Linked DNA regions of Mus musculus: regions 2, 3, 4, 5, 6 and 7 are each linked to region 1. Evidence: chromatin contacts called from public HiChIP or PLAC-seq and promoter capture Hi-C data. All regions are on one chromosome and are shown on one strand. The core of a region is the stretch at or near the end of the contact, and the rest is flanking DNA. Distances in the headings are between cores, read along the strand shown.

Region 1 (3,452 bases), core at 347-2,846:
CCTCTTTGATTTTGTATCTAATAGGTATTACTGTGATGGAGTTTTTAGTCTATTCCAGAGTATTTTCTTCAGATGTGTTCTGAGCTGTGGACCCTCTGAACGACTGACTCTCCCACCAAACTGCTTTTTAAATATTTGTCTCTGTTTCCATTTTCCCATCCACAATGTTTGAGAGTACCCTTTTTATCTTAGCAGCTTGAATACTATCTTTTACTTAAATATTTACGAATATGATGGCAACTGAAATGCTACAACTTGGGTTGCATCTGCTACTGCAGGACATAGGATAAGATCAGAGCTCTTAGATTCAGACTTTTGAGTCAAACATGCCTTTGGGGTTGGCCATGGCTCTGCCATTTCCTAGCCAGGTTATACTGACAACTAACTTTTTTGAAGCTCCCCTTTATTCATTAGCTTCTTTTAATGCCAATAATAGCTTTTACCTTGAGCCCAGGGTTGTTGTAATCATTAAACAAGGCAGTCATGTGAAAGCACTTCACTGTTCTGAACATAAGACCACGAATGAATGCTTCGTTTTCAGTTGCAAAGTGTACCACCGACTTCCGACTTTAGTTTGATTAGTGTACTACTTGGGACTCCCATGACATTTTTACTGTCCCTATCTTTGTTGCACCCGTGGGGAGAGGGTCCACAAGTATTCAGTTGGTGGTCTCAGAGAACCACCTAAACCTGTTTTGGCTACAAAGCACACAGCTGGTTCCCATCCTTGAGGAATTTGCAATCTAAAGACTTCTGAGATTAACCTGGAGTCTCTGGGGGCTTTTTAATTGTTTAGTGAGGTCTCTTGAGGGTGAAGGTGGTAGCTCACTGAGGAGGAAGCTCAGAGAAAGGATCTGCAGAGTCCCTGGAAGAGCTACTGTCTCAGGAAAGGCAAGTCTAAGGCTTCCCTAAAGATGGCGTATTTGTCCTGTAAGAATTACGTACATTCGCGTTATATTTGTATTGACAGTTCGTTTACGAAAGAGGTATTGAGTAAACGGAACGCGGTAGGCAGGTAAGGATTGAACCATTGCTGTGTGTACAAGTGGCACCAAGTGTTACTCTAAATCCCAGCAGAAAGTACTGAGGGCAGGCAGCACCGAGGTAACCCCACCAGAACGCAGCCTCGGTCTCTCTCTCTAGCGAGTGGATACAGTGAGACTATGGTCAGACTGGTAACTTTTTCCAAGTCTAGAATAATTTAGGTTTGGCTGCTCTTTGGGCCCTACTTCCAACTTTTTTTTTCCTTTCTCAGCCTACTCCTTCTAACCGCCAAGGAAGGAGTATCCCTGCTAACAACAAGAACAAAAAACCTGATCGCATTATAGGGTCATACCCACTGGCGTTTTGAGGGAAGTTAAAAACACTGCAAAATTTAAAACCAACCAGCCTTTCTAGCTGGTTAAAAACCTGCACACATTAATGTTCTTTTTGTTGTAAACACTGGGCCCACTTCCCTCTCCTAGCCCGGGATCCTGCAGCCTAGCACCGAACTGCACCCTGGAGCGGCTGCCGAGGGGATCCCCCCTCCTCCCGGGAACAGCTCCACCTCGGGGGCGCTGGAAACGCCCTCCGTGAGTTCCCTGGCACCAGCGGGAGTTTCAAGTTTCCACTCGCGGGGCGGGGGCAGGCGGCGGGCGCGCGGCGAGCTTCGGGCCGCGCGGCTCCGCTTCGTTCACTGCGGGCTTCGGACTCGGGCTGGCCCGCGGCGTCCTCGTCCCGCGGGGAAAGCTTCGCGAAGGCCCCGCAGCGCGTATTCTCCCCCCAACCCCCGGCTGAGGCCCACTCGATTCCGCCCGGGGCGGCCGGGAGACACGCTCGCGGGGTTGGCGCTCGAGCCCCGGCCTCGCCCCGCCACTGGCGGCCCGCGGGAGGAGGGGGCGCAGGGCGGCCCCGCCTTCCCCCCCGAGGAGGCGCCGGGCGGCCATATTGCCGAGCTGTCTGCGGCGGCTGCGGCGCGTCTTCTCTCAGGCGGCTCAGGGCTCGCACCGCCGACTCTCCGCTCGTTCGCCGCCAGCCACGACGCCCCCGCCGAGCCGCGCCTCAGCCAGCCGGCGGCGGGCAGGGAAGGAGCCACTCATTTTCGGGGTAAGCCCTGCTCGGCGCGCTCCCCCGTCCCAGGCCCCGGGGGCCGCTCTCCCCGCCGAGGCGCTGAGGTGGCGGCCAGAAGTTGCCGGGCTGTGGCGCCGCGGCCCGGGGCCTGGCGCGCCTCACAGACGGACTCGCGCCTGGCCGCCCTAGAGGCGCCGTGGTCGTTAACGGCTGAGCCACGCCACTTACCCGGAGTCTCCCGCCGCGCCGTCCGCCGTCGGCCTGGCCGCCCCGTGCGTCGGGCGGTGCGGGTTCCCGCCGCCGTGGACTGGGCCCGGGGCTCGGGTCGGCGCGCCCTCGGGGGCCGCATGGAGCGTAGGTCGCACGCTCTCTCGCAACCCGGGGACGGGGACCGCGAGGCTAGAACTTCTCCCCCGGCCTCCCGTTTGAAAGTCGGGGTGTTGGATTACTAGAGAGCGTGCGGACGCGCGAGCCGCGGAAAGGCCGTCGCGTTGCCGGGTCCCGCCGCGCAAGCCCGCGAGGCCAGGCCCGGGCTCCCGGCCGCCCTTACCTGGGGCTGCAGTCACGGCCCGCGCCCTCCGGGCCCCCCGGCTTGCCCGCACCGCGGAGTCGCCTGGCGCACAGTGAGCAGACCCCACCAGGAAACTCAGCTTTTCTGCCTTTCGGGGCTCCCAAACTCCCATCGCCCAGCCAAGTTTGAAAGGGAGTAGTGCGTTATTTCAGTTGAATAGTCCGTTCCTACACAGATGTTTCTGTAAACGTTGCCAGGATTCTGGGTGGTTTTGTTTTTTTTTCCTCCCTCCCCAGAAGAGTGGTTATTCATTGGAAATGTGTTTTAAGAGGTCAAGTTTATAATTTTTTTTTTTAAAGTACAGTTGAGATTTTGTAAAAAGAGGTGTGAGGGAGATGCCCGGTTGGCTGTGCGGAGGCACCAAGATTTGCATGATGTAAATGTAAAAGCCGAAGATAACAAGGGTTTATGTGATAAAAGAATACTTGGACACTGCAATCTATTGTTGACCGAGCATCTTTTTTTTTTTAATAGAATACTTATAAGACTGTGACGAAGCACAGAATAAACAATTGCCTTGTTCATTTTGCTGCATAAATAATGGCTTAATCTGCTTGCCAAAACTGCCCCATCAGATCTGAAAAGAGAGCCTAATGTTTAGGATTGCGGGCTTTTTTTTAATCTTTAGAATTCTGTCACTTGCACCAGTGTGTACTTTATCTTTCATAATAATAATTTCTTCAAATATGACAAAATGCAGACTCCTTTTCAGATTGTCAGTATGCTGTGAAAAGAACCACAGTGGCTTTCATTGCATAGATCCCTTTGAAAACTGTATTTTGGAACATTACTCGGGTAGTCATTAGGAAGTCTTTAGCTTGTCTGCGTG
Region 2 (3,452 bases), core at 442-2,941, 1.3 Mb after region 1:
ATCACCTAGAGCCAGATAACCCCCGACTCACTTCTCTGGGAAAAGGAAATTTAAGTTCAATTTTGGCAGGGTGTAGATAAAATGTGTTTACACAGGTTTTGTGTGTGGGTATTTATTGTGTGTGGTGGTATTTATTTATGTATAAATGCTAGCTGGAGCAGAGCAGAGTAGGCGTTCCATCAAAGCATGCAAACGACCCCAGGAAACAAGCCATTGGAAATCACACTAAGTTACACTACACTGCTGCCCTGCAATTTACAAGTGACTTATTCCCAGTTCCTAATGATGCGTCTAAAGAGCGCTGTCTATAACGTCCAGGGGCTAACCTGAGACCCCAGCGCTGTAGAGTGCATATGGGCATCTGCCGATTTCTTCCTGCTGGCCTCTATACTCGCCTATGATTGGTAATTGGGTTGGTGACCTGGGCCGGAGCTCAAAATGCTCAGGAGCCCAATTAAAGCCTGGGGCCTGGTTCTGATAAGCTCTGGGTTGAGATCTACCAGGAAGATCTCTGCCCATTCTGCAGGATGAATTCTTCCAGATTTCTCATCCTGGGAAGAATAATTAGTTCCTAAAACTCAGATAAAAAGAAAAAATAATTAGCAAGAGTGAACAAACGGGGGCTGTGGGGCTGTTCTTCCCGGCTCTTGATGCTCAGGAGTGGGGTGCCCAGGGCATAGTGGGCAGGGAAGGATAGGTGCCCAACTCTACTGAGACGCTTGCCCAGACCCTGCCTTCTGCTGCCCAAGTGCCCTACACAGGAAACACCGAAAGATAAGGGACTTCAGGGTAGTAGGCTGCCAATCACAAATATACGGAACAGGTGGGCCGGTGTGTGAACAAAGACTAGGGGAATTCCTCACAGGGAAGCTATTCCTCTTGTTCCACTGTGGCACTGGAAACCAAACCCTGATGTGCATTTATAATAAGCCATGTTTCCAACCCTTTTCTGTCTGGGTGTAGTGCACACCTTTGATCCCAATACCTGGGACACAGAGGCAGGTGGATGACAGTGAGTTAAAGATCAGCCAGTCTATATACATATATAGAGAGTTCCAAGGCAGTAGGAGATACATAGGGAAAACCCCAACTCAACCAGTTTTCTCCACAAGGCAAGGTGGCTTGGCTTACACACCTTTAATTTCCCTCTACTGGAGGAGGCTGGGGTGGAAGGATTGTCATCAGTTCAAAACCAGCCTGAGATACAGAGGGAGACTTCCTTCTCAAAAGGAGAAACAATAAAATATAGAAGAAGAAAAGGGGGAGGAGGAGGAGGAGGAGGAGGAGGAGGAGGAGGAGGAGGAGAAGGAGAAGGAGAAGGAGAAGGAGAAGGAGAAGGAGAAGGAGAAGGAGAAGGAGAAGGAGAAGGAGAAGGAGAAGGAGAAGGAGAAGGAGAAGGAGAAGGAGAAGGAGAAGGAGAAGGAGAAGGAGAAGAAGAAGAAGAAGAAGAAGAAGAAGAAGAAGAAGAAGAAGAAGAAGAAGAAGAAAAGAAGGAAGAACAAGAAAAGGAAGAACAAGAAGAAGAAAAAGAAAAGAGGTAACAATTTTAAAACAAGCACACCCTGCCTTTCTCCAGACTGGCAAACTCAGGCAACTAGTGTAGGGATGACTAGGAGCGTAAGGCCTGGGCGCGGTACACGAGCCAGTCGGGGTCCGGGCGCGCGCCCGGCCCGCCCGGGGCGGCTCTAGCCAGAGGCCCGCCCTCGGGTGTCCCCTCGGCCCGGCGCTCCAGCTCCTCCCTGGCCAGCGGAGCTGAGAGCCGGCGACCATGCAGGCCCTGCCGCTGGGGCTGCAGCTCGCCCTGCTGGTGGCGGCGGGGGCCGGGGCGCGCGTGAGCGCACCGCGGAGCCTGGCGTGGGGCCCTGGGTTGCAGGCCGCCGCCGTCCTGCCCGTGCGCTACTTCTTCCTGCAGTCGGTGGACTCGGACGGCCGGAACTTCACTAGCTCGCCGCCAGGTCAGCGCCCGTTGCCGTCCCCGCGCGTCCCTGTCCCCACACGTGGCCATCTCCCCACTGCGGGTGTCGTCTTCTCTCCCCTCCCATCGGCGTCCCTTCCCTCCTCCCTGACACCCACGGGGGCGGGAGGTGCCACTCAGGACCGTTGGGTGACTAACTCCAAAGGCTGGGCCACAGGTCCCGCCCGGTGACAGATGTAAGGGTAAGTAGAGTAAACGGCGCCTGTGGGGTCCCACGGAGCGCAGTGGTGCCATCACGTGATGCAGATGGCCCTTCCTGGCCTGCAGGGCGCGCCTTCCTCCCTCCCTCAGCAGCCCACTCTTCTTAGGCCCGCAGTGCAGACCACGCGAAGCAGGGAAACTTCCTAGAACCGGAGAAGGGAGGCGCTTGTCTTGAATCTCAGCAGGGCCCTCCTCCCACATCTGATTGCTTCTCTGGACTTGTCCAGCTGGTTTCAACTTGTTGCCAGTCAGGATTTGCTAATTTGTGTCTAAATGTAAGGCTGCTCCCATCTGGCGTCCTGTTTTGCCTGCAAAGAGGCAGAGAACTCCTTGGCGTCCTCCACCGAGCAAACGGGAATTTCACGTACTTAGAAGTCACGTGTATATGGTAATCCTGGAGTAAAAAAGAGGATGGCAATGTCTGCCTATCGAAAACTTAAGACTCTGCTGAGAAAATAGATAATAAGCAACCTGCCTATCAGGGCAAAGCACAGTTGCTGCAATTGGATTTCTGCAGCCTGGTGTAAACATTAAAGAACTGCCAATAGGTCCAAGGGAGTCTGGGAAGCTTCAGGAGTGCGGGTTTGGAGGCTGAGAGGGGTTTCTAGACTGGCTTGCAGCCGCGCAAAAGCAGAGAGCGCGAGGATCAAGTGTTGAGAACAGGAGTCTGTGGAACATGGTTCAGATTCAAACCGTGTTATGGTGTATCTGCAGTTCTGTAATAAATAAATGAACCCAGATAAGCACTCATGTGGTTACAGCAGGAGAGTAAGGATCCCCCCCCCCCATTTTAAAAATCTTTTTCCCCAAATAAAATGTTCTGCAAAGATTATTCGGATATGTGTGTGTTTGTATATGCCACTTGTGAGCTGGTGCCTATAGAGACCAGAAGAGAGCACTGGATCTGCTGTAACCATAGTTCTAGACACTTGTGAGCCACCTAATATAGTTGCTGAGAACATGAGTCCGCTGGAAGAATAGAAAGCACTCCTAACCACCACCGAGCCAGCTCTCTAGCCCCAATACATCATAATGTTTTTATAATGAGAAAAACATATCTTTTAGAAATTGCAGTGCGTGAGTGGATCCTGGTGTGTCCGTGGCAGGAAGTCAGACCTGTTTGGATGATTATGTAGTCCTAGGGTGTAACTCTTTGGTCTTATGGGATGCTCCATTTGGTAATGTAAGATCAGTGCTTTCCCTCTAGCTGCCGTGAGCATTGATAAACTTACTAAATGGTCATTGAAAGGAAAAGTATCGACTCAGGACCCCCAAG
Region 3 (3,452 bases), core at 525-3,024, 1.3 Mb before region 1:
TTCACCTCTGGGTCTGTAGCTCTTTGTTAGCGATTCCCTTACATGTGTTCAGTCAAGAGTGATGGGAAGACGAGGAGGCCTGCCGGGCAGGCAGGATACAAGCTCTGCCCTTTAATGAAGGTTGTGACACCCCTCAGCCAAAGGAAAATTCCAGCACAGTTGGTCACAGTGGCAGAATGTTTCCATTAGATTTTTTTTTTTCTGTGTGTGTCAGGAATAAGGCTGGGGCACAGGGGCCAGGACTGGGGAAGGTTCTAAGGCAGGTCAGAATGTAGGATCTCCTAATTAGAAACAGGGATCAAGGGGGAAGCCTGCCGTGCAGCTGTAGAAAAAAAAAAAACCTACATGGAAATTCATGAGAATAGCTGGTTGCCTCTAGGGGAAAGGTTGGGAAGGGGGTGAGAGACGGCAAGGGCACAAAGGCTCGTCCATCTTGTCCATAATGTTAATATTTAAGAAGAGAATGGGTTTAGGATGTAGCTCAGTGATCAAGCCCCTAGTCATACTGCAAGGTCCTAGTTTCAGTCACCCCTGCACACAGGGCTGTTTATATTATCTGACTAAAAACTGATTCTAAAAACACAAGGGCTGTTGTAAAGGGTGGAGGAGTGGAGTACTGGTAAAACACCTTGGTAGCATCCCCAAGGCCCCCACCACACACACACACACACACACACACACACACACACACACACAATCTGAAATTTAAGAAACCCATAGAGAAGGGAAAGGTGAACTGAGGGAAAAGGCAGGAAGCCATGACCAATAGCTTATGCCTTTGCGGCTGCAGGCCTAAAGCAACCAAAGGATGACTGAGGAGCAAACAAGAGTAGCCTGAGTCACAAAAGAAGCAAATGGAAGAGGTAACAGAATTCTGAGAGAAACTTTTGAAGAGAAAACAGAGCCTGCTTGGGTCAATCCTGGCCCACCTTTCCTGTCAGGTTGCAGCTCCCCACCACAGTTCTCACAGAAGGGAATCACACTAATATTAGCTCCTGAAACTGGGCCTGAGGCCCAGGTTGGTCCTCTCAGCCAACCTTGTCCTCCTCAGTGGTGGAGAAATCTAATGTGCATGATTCAGGAAATTCGCACGTGGATGTGCAGGATTCAGGAAATTCACCCCTCATGTGGACCACCCACAGTCTCCTACCCTCTTTCAAACTTTCTACCAATGCCACGCCACCGCACCCCTCCCGTGACTCATCCGCTTAGCGCCTGAAATAGAGCTCTGCCGCATCTGTTCAGGGCTTCCCTCTAGGATGTCCCTGGAGAGTCCCTGGGAGGCGTGGGGACCACCTTTTCGGCAAGAAGATGCCTTCTGAGTCCGTAGTCCTGCCTGCCCTTCCCACCTCGGGAAGGTACTCAATCCCTCCAGTTTAGAGGAGGCCCACCGCCTTTCTGATGTCCTCGGGTTGATGCATCTGCACCACACCTACCTCCTTGACTCTACCACCCAGGCTCTTAAATGGGCTCCCCGGGAGGATGCCCCTCACCGCCCCCCAGGATTCCCTTCGGGAGATTAGGCGGGAGGCGCGGGGTGACCGGGAGCTGGGGGTGGGAGGAGCAGGGCAGTTACCTCATTGAAGCCCTCTTGCAGGACGTCCAGTAAGTTCCCGCGGGTCAAGCAGGCTAGCATTGTTCCTGCCGCGGGGCTTCCCGGGTGGGGTCACGCCACCGTCTCTTCCCTCTGTACACAAAGGCGATCAGCTCAGCTCCCTGGGAGCTCTCTGGAGTCCCGCATGCCACTTACTGGAAACCTAGACCCGAGCCAAACTAGCGGCTTGCACTGGGCATGCTCGCGCGCGGGCTGCAGCCGGAGGGGCCCGGCGCTGTGCTGGTTCCTATAGAAACAGCAGGGCGCGCGCTGCGCACAGGCAAGAGGCGCTAGCAGGCAGCCCCGGGTCTCCAGGGAGTGCGGGGAAGCCGTGGGCGCGCACGCAGGCTCCGCACGGGTGCTCGCAACGAGCATTCACACACGCGTGAGCACACACACACATCCGCGCTGACACAAGCGGGCTTGCCAGCCTGAGCATATGCCTGCAATCACTACACTGCACGTTTGGAGGCGGGCGTCCCCGAGCGTGTGCACGCACATACACGCACATACACACACACACACACACACACACGCACACGCACACGCACACGCACGTACACACACACACACACACACACGTATGTAGTCACTTTGCTCATTTAAGGCTGCAAGCACCTCATCACAAGGTGGGTGGGGAAAGGAGTGAGTCACAGGATTACCCCACCCACCCCTTACTCCATTCTCCAGACTAACAGCAACCTTTTTCCACGCAGGGCTTGAGAGTGAGACAACCAGCAACCTTTTCCCACTCGGGGTTGGAGAATGAAGCAATTTAAATAAGAGGAAATAGAATGACAAGAAATAACAATAAAAAGGGGCCAGAGGAGAGAGGCTGGGGCTGGGGCTCTGTAAGTAACTGTAGACTATAAGTAACTGAACAGCGCTAAACAAATCATACCATCATAATAGAAACGTCAGAGGCACACCAAGGATCTTCTATCTTTTTTACAAAATAAATGCTAAGGGGTAAGATTGGGCACGATGGCTCAGGGGATAAAGGCTCTTGTAAAAGCTTGACACCTGAGTTCAATCCTGGAGCCATGCAAAGGTGGAAAGGGAGAACTCACATCTCTCGGGCACAGGCACACATTACGCTCACCCCCCCCACACACACACTAATTAATTGGTTTTATAATAAAATAATTTCTAAGAGCCAGCATGGGGGTATACACCTATCATATGCATGCACATACACGCGCGCGTGCGCGCGCGCGCACACACACACACACACACACACACACACCAGATCAACACTCTAGAGGTTCTAAGTCCAAAGCTAGCCTGGTCTATATAGCAAGTTCCAGGTCAGCCACATATAGTTCCAGACCATATAGATGAGACCTGCTCTTGAAAGAAAGAAGGAAAGAAAGGAACACATACTTTATAAGTGAGTTTTAAAATAAAGCACCAAGAATGCCCTTGTACATTGTCAGGTAAAAGCATCCACCCTTGGGTGTAACAGAGCCTCTTTCTCGTGTGGCCTGGCTGAGGTCACAGCTCTGATGTTTATTTTTAAGAACACTAGTCATTTGCATGCTTGGACTAAGTGATCTTAAAAAAGAAAGAAAGAATGAGAGAAAGAAAGTCCATTTTACATTCCATCTTGTGATCCTAGACAAAAGGGAGAAATTACAGTGTTAAGACCCAGAGGAGATCAGAGCCTTGTCCAAGGACACAGCTGGTCAGGGACACGCAACTCAATAATCAAGGAATTACAAACCATTTTCTAGCCATCCTGTATCTCCCTCAGACTCCATTAGGACCTCAGCAAGAAAAGTCTATAATGAGCCTACTAAATCATATTTAACCCAATGGCCTCCTCCTCGGGTCACTAGGGGATAAGAAAACCCTTACT
Region 4 (3,452 bases), core at 300-2,799, 1.3 Mb before region 1:
GCTTCCCAGAGAGTTCTCCTTTTTGAGTACAGTTTGGGGTCTGTGCTCTAACTTGCTGGGACCACTCATGGCAGTTTAGTCTATAGGTCACTTTCTCCCATATTTCTTTGCAAATTCTTGAGCATCCTTACATTTTTTTATGGTCTTTTGAGTATTCTTTAGCTAGGTCAGCCCAGGGTGGGTTCTTGAGATGGGAATCATTCATTAGTAATGAGAAATGGAATACTTGGCCTTTTTCCGAGACAGGGTCTCTCTGTGTAGCCCTGGCTGTCCTGGAATTCACTCTGTAGACCAGGCTGGCCTTGAACTTAGAAATTTACCTGCCTCTGCCTCCCAAGTACTGGGACTAAAGGTGTGTGCCACCACAGCTGGCTATACTTGGTTATTGTGGTGGCTGGTTTTCAGTTTTTAGCTAACTACTTCCAGATAGACACGCCCATCTGATCAATGTTAGAGTGCTAGATTGTCTTTTCAAACGTGATTTTGGGAGGAAAGTTGATTTTTCTGAAGGTCACCTGATCAGGATTGTCAAGGACAAAAAGCCCTTACCAAATCAATAAAGTAGCTTCATTTTTTCTCAAATGAATTCAAAGTTTTTCATTTTACATTTTGAGACCTCCTGCTGGCTGTCATTTAGTGGCTTTCTATATTCTATAATATATTTCTATATTCTCAGAATAGGGTCTAGGCTATTAAATGGTTAAAACACTCAATTTGGTCTGGCTTCCTTTTTAACTCTACAGTGTCACCTGCTAGTCCGTCTCCCGGCCAACTGTGTTCAACCAGTCAAACATAACTTTTTTTTTTTTTTAACTATGATTTTATGAACATTGTTCCTTCTGCCTTTTTAATCCTTTTTACCTAACTAAAACGAGCTCCCCTCCCCCAACTAGCTTTCAGCTCAGGCTAACTTCAGGGAATCTATGTCTCCCTTCCCCAGCTTCGTAGGGCTTCCCCTTGTGTATGCTTCATTCATAGTATCCCGAATTCCTTCACTCACGGTGGGTACACACCCCATTCTATTCGAGTTGCCTCTTCTGCTGTGTGCATTTGTCATCTGACAGCAGGCAGGCCACTTCCAGTTCATCCATACACCTAGTTGCTCTCACAGTGCTATGGAACAAGACAGGCGTTCAATGTTACTTCTTGAAAATAGGATATATAAACACCTGGAGATATGTTGAGTGGTTGAGAGAACAGGAGACAGCCATGTCAGGAGATGGTGCAGTTACAGCGTCCTGAGCCTCTGGAATACGCAGGACTCGTCTCACCCCTCAGTTAGTGACAGTTATGCTTCAAGCAAGAATGGCGAAGACGCTCAGGGCCGTCCGTGTTGGGCCGTCCGAGTACTGAAAAGAAAACGAGCCTTTGGAGGCGCACAAAGGTGAAGGGGCAAGGCCAAGAGCTCCATTTTACTTCCCCGCTCGAAGCTCCCGAGCAGTAGCTCCAAATGTTTATCCTGGTAACAAGCTGTTGATGCGTCATCACTTAGTGCCGGGTGGAGTGGGGAGGGGAGGGAGACGAGGCCCACGCGAAGGAAGTGACGTAAGAAATGTGCGCCCCGGAGAGCGCCGGCAGGTAAGCCGGAGGAGACCATGCTTCCCCGGCGCCTCCTGTTGGTCGGGGAGGGGAATTTCTCCTTCGCCGCTTCTCTGATCGACGGCCTGGATCCCAGCGTCAGTGTTACCGCTACCGGCTTCCAGCACCGGGCGGCTCTGGAGGGAGATCCGGTAGCGCTAGAGAACCTAAAGCGCCTGCGCGAACGAGGTAGCAAGTCCCAGCCCGCCCCGAGGGCCCGCCCGGAGCGTAAGGGTGTGGCTCGCGCGGGGAACTCGAGGGCGCCTCCTGGGGGCGCTCAGGCGGATGCGCGTGTGTGCTCAGGTCTGGGCTGGGCTGCATTGTTGGCAACCCAACCATGCATTGAGTGGTGGTGTTTGTCCAGGTTTACAGATCTTAAGACGTCTTTTGGTCTCTATTTCACGCCTTTAAACCTTGCCAGGTGTCGAAGTGCGTTTTGGTGTGGACTGTACCCAGCTGTCACATGCCTTGCCAGCCGACGATAGGGATTTTGATCGAATTTATTTCAACTTCCCGCACTGTGGACGAAAAGCTGGAGTAGCTAAGAACAGGGAACTGCTTGCCAAGTTTTTCCAGAGGTGAGGCAAGACGAGTCCTGGCATAGAAAATGTTTCCAGGTTCCCATAACCAAATCACTGCACACAAACTTTGTCGTTGGGGAAATAAGTTGCTAGAATACACGAGGAAAGAAGATAAAACCCAGAGAAAACCATAATCTTGTCTTAAAGATTTACGTATAACCCTAGATGTTAAAGTATAAATTACAAGGAAAAGGCAAGTTTATTTTTCAAAAATTAGTGTGTGTATGAGTGTGGCGGTCAGAGAACAACTTACAGAAGCGGGTCCTCCTTCCATCGTGTATCCAGGAGATAGAACTTTGGCTACTAGGCTTGGTGGCAAGCACCATTACCCAAATTGTGTGTGTGTGTGTGTGTGTGTTTTTAAATATGGATATGGGTGTTTTGTCGGCATGCATGTCTGTGCAACAGTTGTGTGCCTCCTTAGAGGACATTGGTTCCCCTGGGACTAGAGTACTGATTGGTGTCGCCATCATATGGGTACTGAAAATTGAACTTTTGAACAGCTAGTGCTCTTAACTGCTGAATCTTTCAGCCCACCTCAAAAAGGTTTTAAAAAATGCAAATCGTAAGAGTCAGTATAGCTTGATGACGACAAGATTGGATTTAAGAGTCACATGGCCTAGGTTCAAATCCTAGCTCGCTGCTTACCAGTTAAAACTGTCGTCAGGTGTAGCCCTTACCTGCTTCTCCTCCCACCCCAATCTATAAACTGGCTATTAATAGCAGCTTAAAGTGATTATGAATTTAAAATAGTACTTTAACATCAGTATTCCAAACTGTATTCGGCTCCACTGGGCTATAGGTGTTGAGAAACTTTTAGCAAAGGCAGTATTTTAAGTGGGAGTTGAAGTATAGATGAGTGTGTATGGTGATTATTAGAGCCAGAGCCTTGTGCATGGTGATAGTGCTCAGCCCAGCCCTGAGCTATAGAATAGGCAGAGAGCAGTAAGGAATCTTTTCATGGGAAGAAGCAACGCAAATAGTGAATTATATATAGGAGCTTTACGGATTTTGGCCTTTCTGTGGCATACAGGAAAACAATGCAAATGCCAAGCTGGTGACTAGTGCTGTTGTGGGGGCACTGGTAGACTTTTTATATGCTATAGGTTTATAGAGCACTATAGGTATAGAGTTCTATAGGTTTCATAGAGCACTGCAAATAAGATTAATTTTAATTATTTCAGAGTTACACCATGTGCATATTGTTGATTCCCTTGGTAGTTTCTGTCTCTGATACACTTCTGGTGTCTGTCCCCCTTAAGCTGTGCTGATGTCCTTGCAAAGGCAGGAGAA
Region 5 (3,452 bases), core at 351-2,850, 1.3 Mb after region 1:
GCATCACATCCCCCTGAAGCTGGGATTACAGTTGGTTATGAGCTGCCCTACATGGGTACTGGGAACTAGAGCCAGGGGCTCTGCAAGAATAGCAAGAGCTTTTAACTTCCAAAGCAGCTTTCAAGCCCAAGGAATTTGTTTTATTAAATAATTACATCTCTACCCATGCTAAGTCCCTTACTGAATTATGAGGAAAGGACTGTGTTGTTTGGTGTGTATACAATAGCTTCATGGAACAGGTTCCAGAATAGGTTAGTTTCAGTCAGCTCACTGATAAGAACAGGACAAAACCTCACCACTACCGACATTAGAAGGTCAGTCCATATACCTAGTAAAGGAACATGCAAGAATACCTGAACAGTGTGTACATGACAGACTTCCAAACTGCCATCATTAACATAGAGACAATCTATGAGGGAGTTCTGTGTTGTATGTTATAGAGTGGATCCCCACTTCTTGCAGCTAATAGATGCCCACAAAAAAGTTGTTTCAAAGGCTGTTTCTTCAGACATACCAAAGATAAGACAAGGGACCAGCAGCAAAAGCAACCATTCTTTATAGTTTTGACTGTTTTTCCTTTAGAGGAGTGAAACCCAGTTTGGTTTATTTATCATGAAAAGATGGTATTTGTGGACATACCTTGTAGATATTAGTGACCATCAAAATCACAGCAGAAAGGACTAAATTAAGGGTATTGGGGGAATGTATGTCCACCGGACAAATTGTTTTTATGTAGAGAAACAAGTTTTCTGGAAAGACATTTATCTTAAAAAAAAAAAAAACAAAAAAAAACAAAGCACATGTATGCACATCCTTGGAAATACCTGACTTCACTATGTCATGGAATAATTGGCTTTCTAGGAAAAGCACTTTCTGTGGTTGCACGGGATTGTGATTCGCTTTCTAAAATACTGTCAGTGGGGCTTTTCAAAGTCTGAGAATGACTTTCTATGAGACAATGGGACTGTGTGTGTGTGTGGGGTGATGGCAAGTTTGGCAAATAATTCAATTTCCAAAGGTAGCCTAATGCCAGTCCTTCTGTGAGTCCCTCTGAGCCAAAGCCTGAGATAAAGTGAGTTTAGGCTTCCCCGGTCTTTTAAATAAGATAACACTTCTACTAACTCTAGCAAGCTCCTACCAGTTCTCCTGTTCTCAATCATTGAAAGACAGGATTAGTCGTGAATCTTTTTCCTTCTTCGTCTTTCTTCTAGACAAGCTCAAATTCTTCCAGCAAATAGCAACAGCCAAGCAAATACTTAGGGGCTAACACTCAAGGGCAAGCCTTCCTTAGAGACAGAATTATGTAGGCTTGTTTGCTTAACAAGTCACATAGAGGGTGGGAAGGGGGTGGGGGGTGGGAAGAGACGCTGCAAAGTCCGCCCCGCCCCCCAAATGCGATTGGTTCCTTTTCTCCATTTAGTCACTCACTTTGCATCTCGGTTGGACAGGTTGAGAGAAACATGTCATTAAGGTGTTGTCAAAAGGAGCCCTGTATGTGTGGGCTGGTCCCGAGGTTTGTGGTTTTAGCTTTTCAAAGGCGCGGAGCTATTATGGGCTATGGGATCAAGTTCGGGAAAACTAGTCTTCATTATCTTGAAAAATGGCTTTGTAACAGGAGGCGCCAAGGAGCTTAAGTACACATAACTCGCACACGGGAGAGAAAATGACGAAAGTTCCTCAGGGGTTTGATTTCAGCTTCCTAAACGAGGAAGAAGCCAGGAAGATCCTCCAGGTACTGGAAAGAAATGAGGAACTCCGGAGGGCAGAGAAGGACAGGATCAGGTACGAAGCGAACTCCTCCTCTTGGGCTGGGCCTGCATCCTGTTGGTTTCCGAGGGAACCCAGGGACACCTGCTGGGACCCTATGCAGGTGCTGCTTGGAGTGGCAAGAGGGAACGAAGACGTTGTTTCAGTGGGTCTCCAGATGCCTCCCGGGTGCTCTCTCCAGGCTCTCCATCCCCAGCGACTTGGCTGGGAGTCCAGGACTCCGCAGGGAGGAGGGAGAAAGTCGCTCGTTCTTTGCATTTCTCGGTGCGTGGGTCCCCGCCTGTTCAGGACACCTGGGCTAACCTCAGCTGGGAGGGGTTCAGGCATAGTAGAGGCTCAGGTGCGTCATAGGCTACTAGGGATAAGGTCGGACCGTTTTAGGGCACGTGAGTTATTGTACGGCACTCCCTAGAACTGGATCCTGGCAGCTGTTCCCTCCAAGCTAGAGGCCCAGAACAGGAGGGAGATCCAGGAACTTGCCAGAGGGTCCTGTGTGGGTGAATGGGACTTAGACACGTGGGGTTGGCTGTGGTGTGGTGCTGTAAGAAGGAGTTTCTACGGGATCCAACCAATGGCCTTATTAATAAATACAATGTTGTAGGTGAGGACGGGATAAGAAACTAGCAAATTACGTCCAGAAATGATTCTTGGGAGCATAAATTAACTTATTATTTTTTTCCCTGCTGGAGTACGAACCCACAGACCTATTCAAGTCTTCTGCAGTGAAGTGTGGGAGGAAATCCAAGATAGCACACAGGCTGCAATGTAGGCATAAGCTGGAGTTTAGAGAGCTGGCTTGGTGAAGTCATTCAGGTTCCCAATTCCAATCAGTCCCTCCCACCTCCGCCCTCCTCTTCCTCACCCCAAAAGAAACGCCTCCAAGGACAAACTTCCAATTATGGAACCCTCCTTAGTCTTTGCAGAGACAGAAGACACTGAGCCCAAAGCTCCCTCTTCATTTTTTCTCCTATGTGGCTCTCTAGGAAGGGCGGGGGCAATGGTGTTTAAAGTTTGAGAATGGAGATCTCATCACACAGGCTCCGTCCCTTCCAATCAGTCAGTAAAAAGTCAATCATTCACTCTGAAAGCAGTGTGTTCACACTCACCCGTGAGTGCCCACACATATGCACGTCGGCCACACGGGGTGTCACCCCATTCAGAGAAGGACATAGATCTACTTAGGGCCAGCTTCAAAGCATACACAATCCCCACACTCCCAAACTGTAGTGCTCAGAGTAGGATGTTCCTTGTCTGTAAAGAGAAGGGCGACATTATACATGAGGGGACAGCATGGCAACATTAGGAAATAGAGAGAGAGAGAGAGGTGGGCTCACACTTAGGGATCAACTTGGCCCTTTTAAAATTATAGTCAGCTGTCCCTGAGTTTGTTTCCTGCCTGTGGATCCTGGCCTTGTCTGGCCTTAGTGAGAGAGAATGTACCTAGTCCTGCAGTGACTGATGTGTGGGAGTGCGGTGGGGGGTGCCCCCTTCTCAGAGAAGAAGGGGAGAGTGGGGGATGAGCTTTGAGAGGAGGGCTGATATTGGGATGTAAAATTAATTAGTTAATTTTAAAAAAATGATAGTCTTAGATGCTCCAGTGGCACAGTCTGTTAGCATGTGATATTTTTACAAGCTGTAGTCTTAGTGATATGATTTATTTTAAATTCCTTCAAGGGAATTTCTTT
Region 6 (3,452 bases), core at 337-2,836, 1.2 Mb after region 1:
CCTTTTAAAATAAGGGGGGAGGGTGTGAATAGTGTAAGAAAAGTAACCAAAGTCATATAGCTGGTGAGCCAAATCCGAATCAAATTATCTGAAGTCAAAACCCCAACTAATTCTTAAATGTTGCCAACTCTGAACAGTTTATCTAGTTGTCGCTGTTGCTGTTGCTGTTTAAGCTACAAGATAGCAAGTAATGACTTTTAATTCCAGGATGATTCTACCTATTAAATCCCAAACTAGAAAGGTGGCATTCACTGGAAAGGTGAGAAAGGTAGATGAATGCTGGAAAATATGGGTTTTAAGAGGATGGATAGAAGTAACATTCCTAAGGGGCAGACACCTAGGGCAGGAAAACACGCCAGCTTGTCTAAGTGTTAACTATGAGACTACTCATCTAGGAACACTGGCTACAAGATGCTGATGTCAGGAAGAGGCAAACACATTCCATTGTCTTTCCACTGATTCTTGGTGAAAACCATGAAGACAATGAGACAAAGAACAAAAGATGATGCTAAGGGACAGAGCCAATTCCCAACTTAAAGATCGAGAGCTGTGGAAACAGACACAGGTCTAGGTTCCAATTCCACACTACTAGATGTGGGAAATTAGGGCCAGTTTCTTATCCTCTCCAAACTCTACAGTTCTTATCCGTTAAATGGACTACTAGGATCCATCCACACCTCAAGATAGGGGCAAAGAATATAAAACATGGAGAGTACTTAAAGATATTTCTATTATTTTAAACATTTCCCACGAACAACAGCGTTTTCTTACATCACTCCAGATTTTAGCTTATTTATTTCATTTTTGAGACCAAGTTTCACGTATCACTGACTGACCTCGAACTTGCTATAAAGCCTTGGATGACTTTGCACCTCTGATCCCCCTGCCTCCACCTCCTTAGTGCTCAATATGTGCCCGGTTTATGTGGAGCTGGGGATTGAACCCAGGACTTCCTGCGTGTTGGGCTAGCACTCTACTGAAGGCTCTCACTCCATCCGCTAGGTTCTTTCCACAGCGGTCACTATTGCCTCTCTGTTCTGTCACCACTGCTGCACCACATGTCCCTACCCGGAGTGTCACCGCATTTCTATCACTTTTCCCAGCACTGCGGAAAGTAGAAGAGTCAGACCTGGGTAGCGACACCCAACAGACCACTAGTGAGGCCCCGTTGGCCGGGTCCGCCCCTTTCCCACACCACCCTGACCCTAAGTCCACCACAGCGGCAACACCTCCGGGCTGCACCCACCCTCGCTCCCCAGAGCCCCGCCGAACGTGCCCCGAGCCCACCTCACCTTCTCGTAGTTTTGCATGAGGCGGCTGATCCCCTCGCGCTCGACCTGCCATTCCGGCTTCTTTAGCTGCTTCCTCCGCTCCTTCTTTTGGTGCTGCCTGTGGCTGTGTTTTTTCTTCCAGCGATTAAAGCTCCGCACCGGGTCGGGTCGGGTTCCCTGACCCAGAGAAGCAACCGTTTTGCCCATGGCGGGGGCTGCCAGGACCCACGACGCCGCTACACGGGAGCCTCCTCGCTCCTCAAGGCACAGCACGGAAGACGCGAAACCAGCGTGTGGAGAAGGCGCAGGGGCGCACGCGCAAGTCCGGGAACCCGCCCCCAAGCTGGGGAGAGTGGGCACACATTAATGACGACAGGCAATGCGCGGACGATGATTGGTGATTTGGCTTCCGCTGGGCGGGGCGATCTTAAGACGCCAGGGGAAAGCGTGCACGGAGGAACTGGGCGTGCTCCACTGCTTCCGAGAGTGCTTGGGGCTTCCGGAAACAGCGCAAGTACACTGCTTATTGCTAGTATGGTGAAGTCATACTCAGCGTAAAGTACTGCTTTTCATTTACTCTGGATTCAAGTGTGCCCAACATTCGCGAGTACACTGCTATACGTTATAGAGTATGTAGGTCGTAGTTACTTTGTAGATCAGACTGGCCTCAAATTTATAAGAATTCACCTGCCTCCTGAATACTCTAATTTCAGTTAAATGCCACCGTGTTGACTCAAAATGCTTTAAAGCAAACTTTTCAATTAACAAAAAGTTACATAATACAGAAAAATACACTTACACATAGACATCGTAAAGATGCCTCTGGAGAGCATCCTAAACATCAATCACCATTTATCTTACAAAGTGTCAAAAACAAACAAAACAAAACAAAACAAAAACCAAACCCTGAGATGATTACTGTGTTAGTCACTGAACTATTACTGTGAAGAGACACCATGACCAAGGCAACTTTTATAGAAAGAAGCATCATTTAACTGGGCTGGCTTACAGTTTCACAGGTTTAGTCCATTATCATCATGACAGGGAAGGCATGCCAGCATCCAGGTGGGCACTGGAGCAGTACCTAAGAGCTGCATCCTGATCCATAGGCAGGACACAGACACACAGACACACACACACACACCTGCGTGCGCACGCACACGCACGTACGCACGCATGAACAGCGACACTGTGCCTGGCATGGACTTTTGAAACTCCAAAGTTTTGAAACTGTGACTCCAAATATATGAGCCTATGGAAATCATTCTTATTCAAACCATCACATTTACTCTCAGTTTTAACAACTGGGTGGCCTTAACTGAATATTCACATTGTATATTTTATAGTGATTTTTTTTTTCAAGACAGGGTTTCTCTGTGTAGCACTGGCTGTTCTGGAACTCACTCTGTAGACCAGGCTGGCCTCGAACTCAGAAATCCACCTACCTCTGCCTCCCAAGTGCTGGGATTAAAGGCGTGTGCCACCACTGCCCAGCTATAATGATTTTTAAGTTAAGTAAATGTTTATTTCCACGACTATGACTATAGCTATAAGTTAAACCAAGATTTTTTTTCATATTTTCCATCACTACACTTTTTTTGTTTTGTTTTGTTTTGTTTTTCGAGACAGGGTTTCTCTGTATAGCTGTCCTGGAACTCACTTTGTAGACCAGGCTGGCCTCGAACTAAGAAATCCCTCTGCCTCCCAAGTGCCTCCCAAGTGCTGGGATTAAAGGTGTGTGCCACCAAACCCTGCTATCACTATACTTTTTAAATGCACTCACACATGCACACACACACACACACACACAAACACCATGTGTCTTGTGAACTTTTCCAAGGGCAAGTGAAATAGGGCACCAACAATGACTAAAGCAAGGAATGGATTCTACCCCTTAGAGAACCAATGAGTATAATTATCCAGACCATTGAGATTTCTTTTTAAAGTATGAGCAATGTTAGGCAGCTCCACCACTGATGAAAAAAAAAAATGTATCTCTCAGCTCCTCAGGAACCCCTCCCCTGTAGTGTGACTGGGATATTCTCTTTGAGGGCTATAACTGTCTAGCCAATAAACTCAGGAGGACTTGGTATTGATGCAAAGGTGCCAGAAAAATCAACAAATGTTGGAGCTCTCAAAATCAGAGACCAACATCGAGTTCTTATCCCACAGATCCTACCA
Region 7 (3,452 bases), core at 468-2,967, 1.2 Mb before region 1:
CCAAGCCACGCTTTGGGAGTCTGGGCTTGCTGGCCCAAGCTCAGCTTCTCTAGGCTTTGCTCTGCTCATGCCTCCAGTTTCTCCCCCTTTTTTTTTTTTTTTTTTTTTTTACCTTGTTTAGAGCCATTGAGACTGTAATTGCATGGTACCCTCTGTCTTCCATTTTGTGCATAAAAACATATTTTTCATTTAGCTTCCACCTCTGTTCATTTCTTAGGAGCCCAGAACAATGAAAGCTGTGCTGAAACTCACGCAAATACGGGTGCTGAAATCCTGTGCAGGGCTGATTCAGGTAGTCCCTGGGGGCCAGCTAGATGGCTCAGTGGATAAAGGCATGTGTCACCAAACCTGACAACCAGAGTTCAGTTACTGGAACCCACTTGGTAGAAGTAGATAACCCACTCCGCAAGCTGTCCTCTGACTACACTTGTTCAGTGGCTCATGTGTGTACATACCACACATATACACAGTTTTTGTAATTAAAAAAGATAGCCACCCCAGCAGTCCAGACCATGCCTTAAGTAAGTGAATCTAAAAATTATCAAAATAAAACGAGAGTCTTCAAGCATTCATTCGTGGACAGAAGTTGAAAAAACAAAAACCGCAAACTGAAGTCTGTTGGTTCTCAAGCTTTGACTATGAAAGGCTATCTCCTAGTAGGCATCCCATGCTTTAAAAAGAAAAAAAAAAAAACTTACCTCCTAAGTTGCATTTATTAATGACAATTTCCTTAAGGCACAAAATAGTGTCATCTGAGAACTTGTGACAGAGCTACCAATCTAAGTTGCTTATATCTAAGTCGAAAGGAGAGATAGTTACTTTGTGCCATTCCATAGGGCAAGTGGAACATTTTCCATTAAGTTCTGTGTAAAAAGGCCCAGGCCCACCTCCTCCTGGAGTCCTTTAGGGGGACTCCTGGAGGTCTAGGGAGGCCAGTTTACACCCGCACCGAACTGGGGTGAGTAAAACTGGGCCCAGTTATGTTAGGTTGTTGTGCTTCTTGGTAAAGAAGGAAAAAAAAAGAGAAGACAATACAACAGAAGGCGCCATTCCAGTACCACACTGAAAAGAAACACAAAAACAAGAGAGCAGCATGTTTTGAACAGCTTGCGTGGAAAAAATATTGACTGGGGAGTTTGGACAGCACTGTTCATTTTCTCTCACCGCCCTCATTATTTGTCTTAAGGAGCAGGAGCCAGCCACGATTTTGGCAAACAGGCCAGAGGAAGGTGTGTGTGTGTGTGTGTGTGTGTGTGTGTGTGTGTGTGTGCGCGCGCGCGCGCGTGTAGAGGCTTGTCGCCCAAGGGGAAATTAAGACCAAGACCCAGTGGCTCAGGGCCAGCATGAAGCCTGGGGGTGGGGGTGGAGGTTGGGGTGGAGGGGGAGGTGTTAAAGCTTCTTCCTCCTGGCCTGTCTCTGAGTTCTACTTGAGGCTCGGCATCCATCATTAAGGCCCGTCTCCTTCAGAGCACAGCAAGGAGACGATGAATCCCTGCCCTTGTTTCTTTCGGCTGGGGAAAGGATGCAGGGGTTCCATTGGTTTTTTCGGCCCGCCCTTCTTCTGGAGTTCAGACCTCCAGTTCCAGCAATGGGGGTCAGGCCGGAGCCTCCACGCGCAGGGAAAAAACTTGATTCCATCAGTTCCTCGGAGCCGGCTGATTGGATTTAGCCCCGCCTGTTTGTGTGTGGGGCGTGGCCTGAGCGCGGGGCGTGGCCTGAGCGCGGGGCGTGGTCTGGGCACGGGGCCTTCGGCGGCGACCAGCCAGAGGAGGAAGAACATGGCGGGCGCAGCAGGGCCAGGGTCCGGTCCGGGGGCAGCGGGTGGAGATGGAGACGATTCGCTCTACCCGATCGCGGTTTTAATCGACGAGCTCCGCAATGAGGACGTGCAGGTACTAGGCTGGGCTGGGGAGCCGAGGCGAGGGCGGAAGCGCACATGGTAGGGAAGCGGAAAGGCCGGCTCAGCCCTGGGGGCGACCCCCGGGGTGGCAGAGTCGTATTCAGCCCCGGGACGGAGGCGTGGGGCGGCGGGTGCGCGGTGGTCCGTCTCAGCTCCGCTGCCCTCCTCCGACCCTCTGGGGTGGTGGCGTCCATCTGCTCCCGGCAGTGGGCGGGGAACCGGTTCGCACCTCGGGTGGACCAGCGCAGGCGGGCTGCGGGGCCGCCGGGAGCGGAGGAGCGGCCCCCGGCCCCCGTTCCCTTTGAAGTGATGCGGAGTGTCCGTCCCCGGGCAAACTAGCTGGGCTGGTTGGGTGGAAAGAGCGCGGCGGCTGATTAACCCAGATGAGTGGTGCATCAGTTGTGATAGAACTTTTCCCTGAAAAGGGAGGAGTTGTGCTTAACCGTTTCTTTCACCCACTTCTCTCCATCCAGAGTTCTCTCTTTTCAGACCCTCTCATTGTCCGCGTGTTTTCATTCATTCGTTTCTTCCCCGGCCCTTCAGTGTTCTCCCTAAGATAGCTTCTGGCTAATGACGTGTTAAACGGTCCTTGAGTTTTCCTAGGATTAAGATCTAAGTGAAAGGCTCATTCATCATTATACTGTGTCCCAGTATCTCACCTATTTGCTTCTTTGACCAGAATTGCAATCATCTCTTTGCTTTGTTCTCCCTCCCACTTTGTTTTTAAAGCTCCGTCTCAACAGTATTAAGAAGTTATCAACTATAGCTCTAGCACTCGGGGTAGAAAGGACTCGAACGGAACTGCTGCCTTTCCTTACAGGTTTGTGTCCCTTGAAAGATACACGCTCCATTTCTATTGGCTTTTAAACTATTTTTATTTAATTTTCTTAGTTTGTTACCTAGAGTAGCGATAAGTACTAGACTGAGCCTTGCCTTCTGCAAGGTGTATAGAAATGCTACATATAGTCAGACATACTCAAACATAAACCGTGTAGCTAGTGGGAAGGTGATTGATGTGAAATATGGATTTCTTTGTAAATGATTTATTTTATATGCATTGGTGTTTTGCCTGCATGTGAAAGTGACAGATCCCCTGGAACTGGAGTTATAGGCAGTTGTTAAGTTGCCATGTGGGTGCTGGGCATTGAACGCTGCTTCTCTGGAAGAGCAGCCAGTGCCCTTAACCACTGAGCCATCTCTCCAGCTCCAGGATGTGAGTTTCTTAATAATTGTGTGAAACATTCAGGAAGACTTGTGGTAGTCATCTATAAGATGGAACACAGCTCCAATATAGCTCCAATATAGGAGCTAGAGAAAGCACCCAAGGAGCTGAAGGGGTCTGCAGCCCTATAGGTGGAACAACAATATGAACTAACCAGTACCCCCGGAGCTCGTGTCTCTAGCTGCATATGTAGCAGAAGATGGCCTAGTCGGCCATCACTGGGAAGAGAGGCCCCTTGATCTTGCAAACTTTATATGCCCCAGTACAGGGGAACGCCAGGGCCAAGAAGTGGGAGTGGGTGGGTAGGGGAGCAGGGCGGGGGTGGGGGGT

Evidence for each region. Promoter capture Hi-C pulls out the DNA fragments that hold promoters and counts their contacts. HiChIP or PLAC-seq counts read pairs in DNA pulled down with a chosen protein or histone mark.
Region 2: a contact with region 1 is called in a promoter capture Hi-C map of hippocampal neurons, with 14 times the contacts expected there. The contact joins the promoter of Poglut3 here to the promoter of Rdx in region 1. A contact is called at or near these places in 9 of 39 promoter capture datasets (the 3T3-L1 cell line, 3T3-L1-derived adipocytes, cranial neural crest and 5 more), 1 of 484 Hi-C or Micro-C datasets (embryonic stem cells), 1 of 115 datasets of contacts at active chromatin or transcription factors (epiblast stem cells) and 1 of 9 other capture datasets (macrophages).
Region 3: an H3K27ac HiChIP or PLAC-seq map of large pre-B cells shows a contact between it and region 1, with 6 times the contacts expected there. The contact joins the promoter of Dixdc1 here to the promoter of Rdx in region 1. A contact is called at or near these places in 2 of 115 datasets of contacts at active chromatin or transcription factors (embryonic forebrain and large pre-B cells).
Region 4: a promoter capture Hi-C map of pre-B cells shows a contact between it and region 1, with 7 times the contacts expected there. The contact joins the promoter of Fdxacb1 here to the promoter of Rdx in region 1. A contact is called at or near these places in 7 of 39 promoter capture datasets (the C10 cell line, cranial neural crest, erythroid cells and 3 more), 1 of 484 Hi-C or Micro-C datasets (muscle stem cells), 3 of 115 datasets of contacts at active chromatin or transcription factors (astrocytes, pancreatic cancer cells and pro-B cells) and 2 of 9 other capture datasets (adipose tissue and liver).
Region 5: a promoter capture Hi-C map of hippocampal neurons shows a contact between it and region 1, with 7 times the contacts expected there. The contact joins the promoter of Exph5 here to the promoter of Rdx in region 1. A contact is called at or near these places in 5 of 39 promoter capture datasets (embryonic stem cells, hippocampal neurons, liver and 1 more).
Region 6: a contact with region 1 is called in a promoter capture Hi-C map of liver, with 5 times the contacts expected there. The contact joins the promoter of Ddx10 here to the promoter of Rdx in region 1. A contact is called at or near these places in 14 of 39 promoter capture datasets (the 3T3-L1 cell line, 3T3-L1-derived adipocytes, the C10 cell line and 10 more), 1 of 484 Hi-C or Micro-C datasets (B cells), 8 of 115 datasets of contacts at active chromatin or transcription factors (the 230-238 cell line, astrocytes, cardiomyocytes and 4 more) and 2 of 9 other capture datasets (adipose tissue and embryonic stem cells).
Region 7: a contact with region 1 is called in an H3K27ac HiChIP or PLAC-seq map of extraembryonic endoderm stem cells, with 7 times the contacts expected there. The contact joins the promoter of Ppp2r1b here to the promoter of Rdx in region 1. A contact is called at or near these places in 7 of 39 promoter capture datasets (the C10 cell line, the HPC-7 cell line, embryonic stem cells and 4 more), 4 of 115 datasets of contacts at active chromatin or transcription factors (astrocytes, embryonic stem cells, extraembryonic endoderm stem cells and 1 more) and 1 of 9 other capture datasets (adipose tissue).

Annotation. Positions count from the first base shown.
Region 1 is chr9:52,046,345-52,049,796 of GRCm38.p6, forward strand. Rdx (radixin) reads left to right here and starts at 1,597. Exons shown (of 14, transcript NM_009041.3): 1 at 1,597-2,088. It also overlaps the pseudogene Gm6981.
Region 2 is chr9:53,382,332-53,385,783 of GRCm38.p6, forward strand. Poglut3 (protein O-glucosyltransferase 3) reads left to right here and starts at 1,692. Exons shown (of 8, transcript NM_212445.2): 1 at 1,692-1,955. The coding sequence starts at 1,769.
Region 3 is chr9:50,726,210-50,729,661 of GRCm38.p6, forward strand. Dixdc1 (DIX domain containing 1) reads right to left here and starts at 1,775. Exons shown (of 20, transcript NM_001374656.1): 1 at 1,577-1,775. The coding sequence starts at 1,636.
Region 4 is chr9:50,766,689-50,770,140 of GRCm38.p6, forward strand. Fdxacb1 (ferredoxin-fold anticodon binding domain containing 1) reads left to right here and starts at 1,550. Exons shown (of 5, transcript NM_198675.2): 1 at 1,550-1,767; 2 at 2,000-2,156; 3 at 3,422-3,452. The coding sequence starts at 1,596. It overlaps 1110032A03Rik (RIKEN cDNA 1110032A03 gene), which reads right to left and starts at 1,496. Exons shown (of 4, transcript NM_023483.4): 1 at 1,170-1,496. The coding sequence starts at 1,211.
Region 5 is chr9:53,300,070-53,303,521 of GRCm38.p6, forward strand. It overlaps Exph5 (exophilin 5), which reads left to right and starts at 1,601. Exons shown (of 6, transcript NM_176846.3): 1 at 1,601-1,782. The coding sequence starts at 1,664.
Region 6 is chr9:53,246,526-53,249,977 of GRCm38.p6, forward strand. It overlaps Ddx10 (DEAD box helicase 10), which reads right to left and starts at 1,587. Exons shown (of 18, transcript NM_029936.2): 1 at 1,293-1,587. The coding sequence starts at 1,478.
Region 7 is chr9:50,855,207-50,858,658 of GRCm38.p6, forward strand. It overlaps Ppp2r1b (protein phosphatase 2, regulatory subunit A, beta), which reads left to right and starts at 1,718. Exons shown (of 15, transcript NM_028614.3): 1 at 1,718-1,892; 2 at 2,630-2,720. The coding sequence starts at 1,779.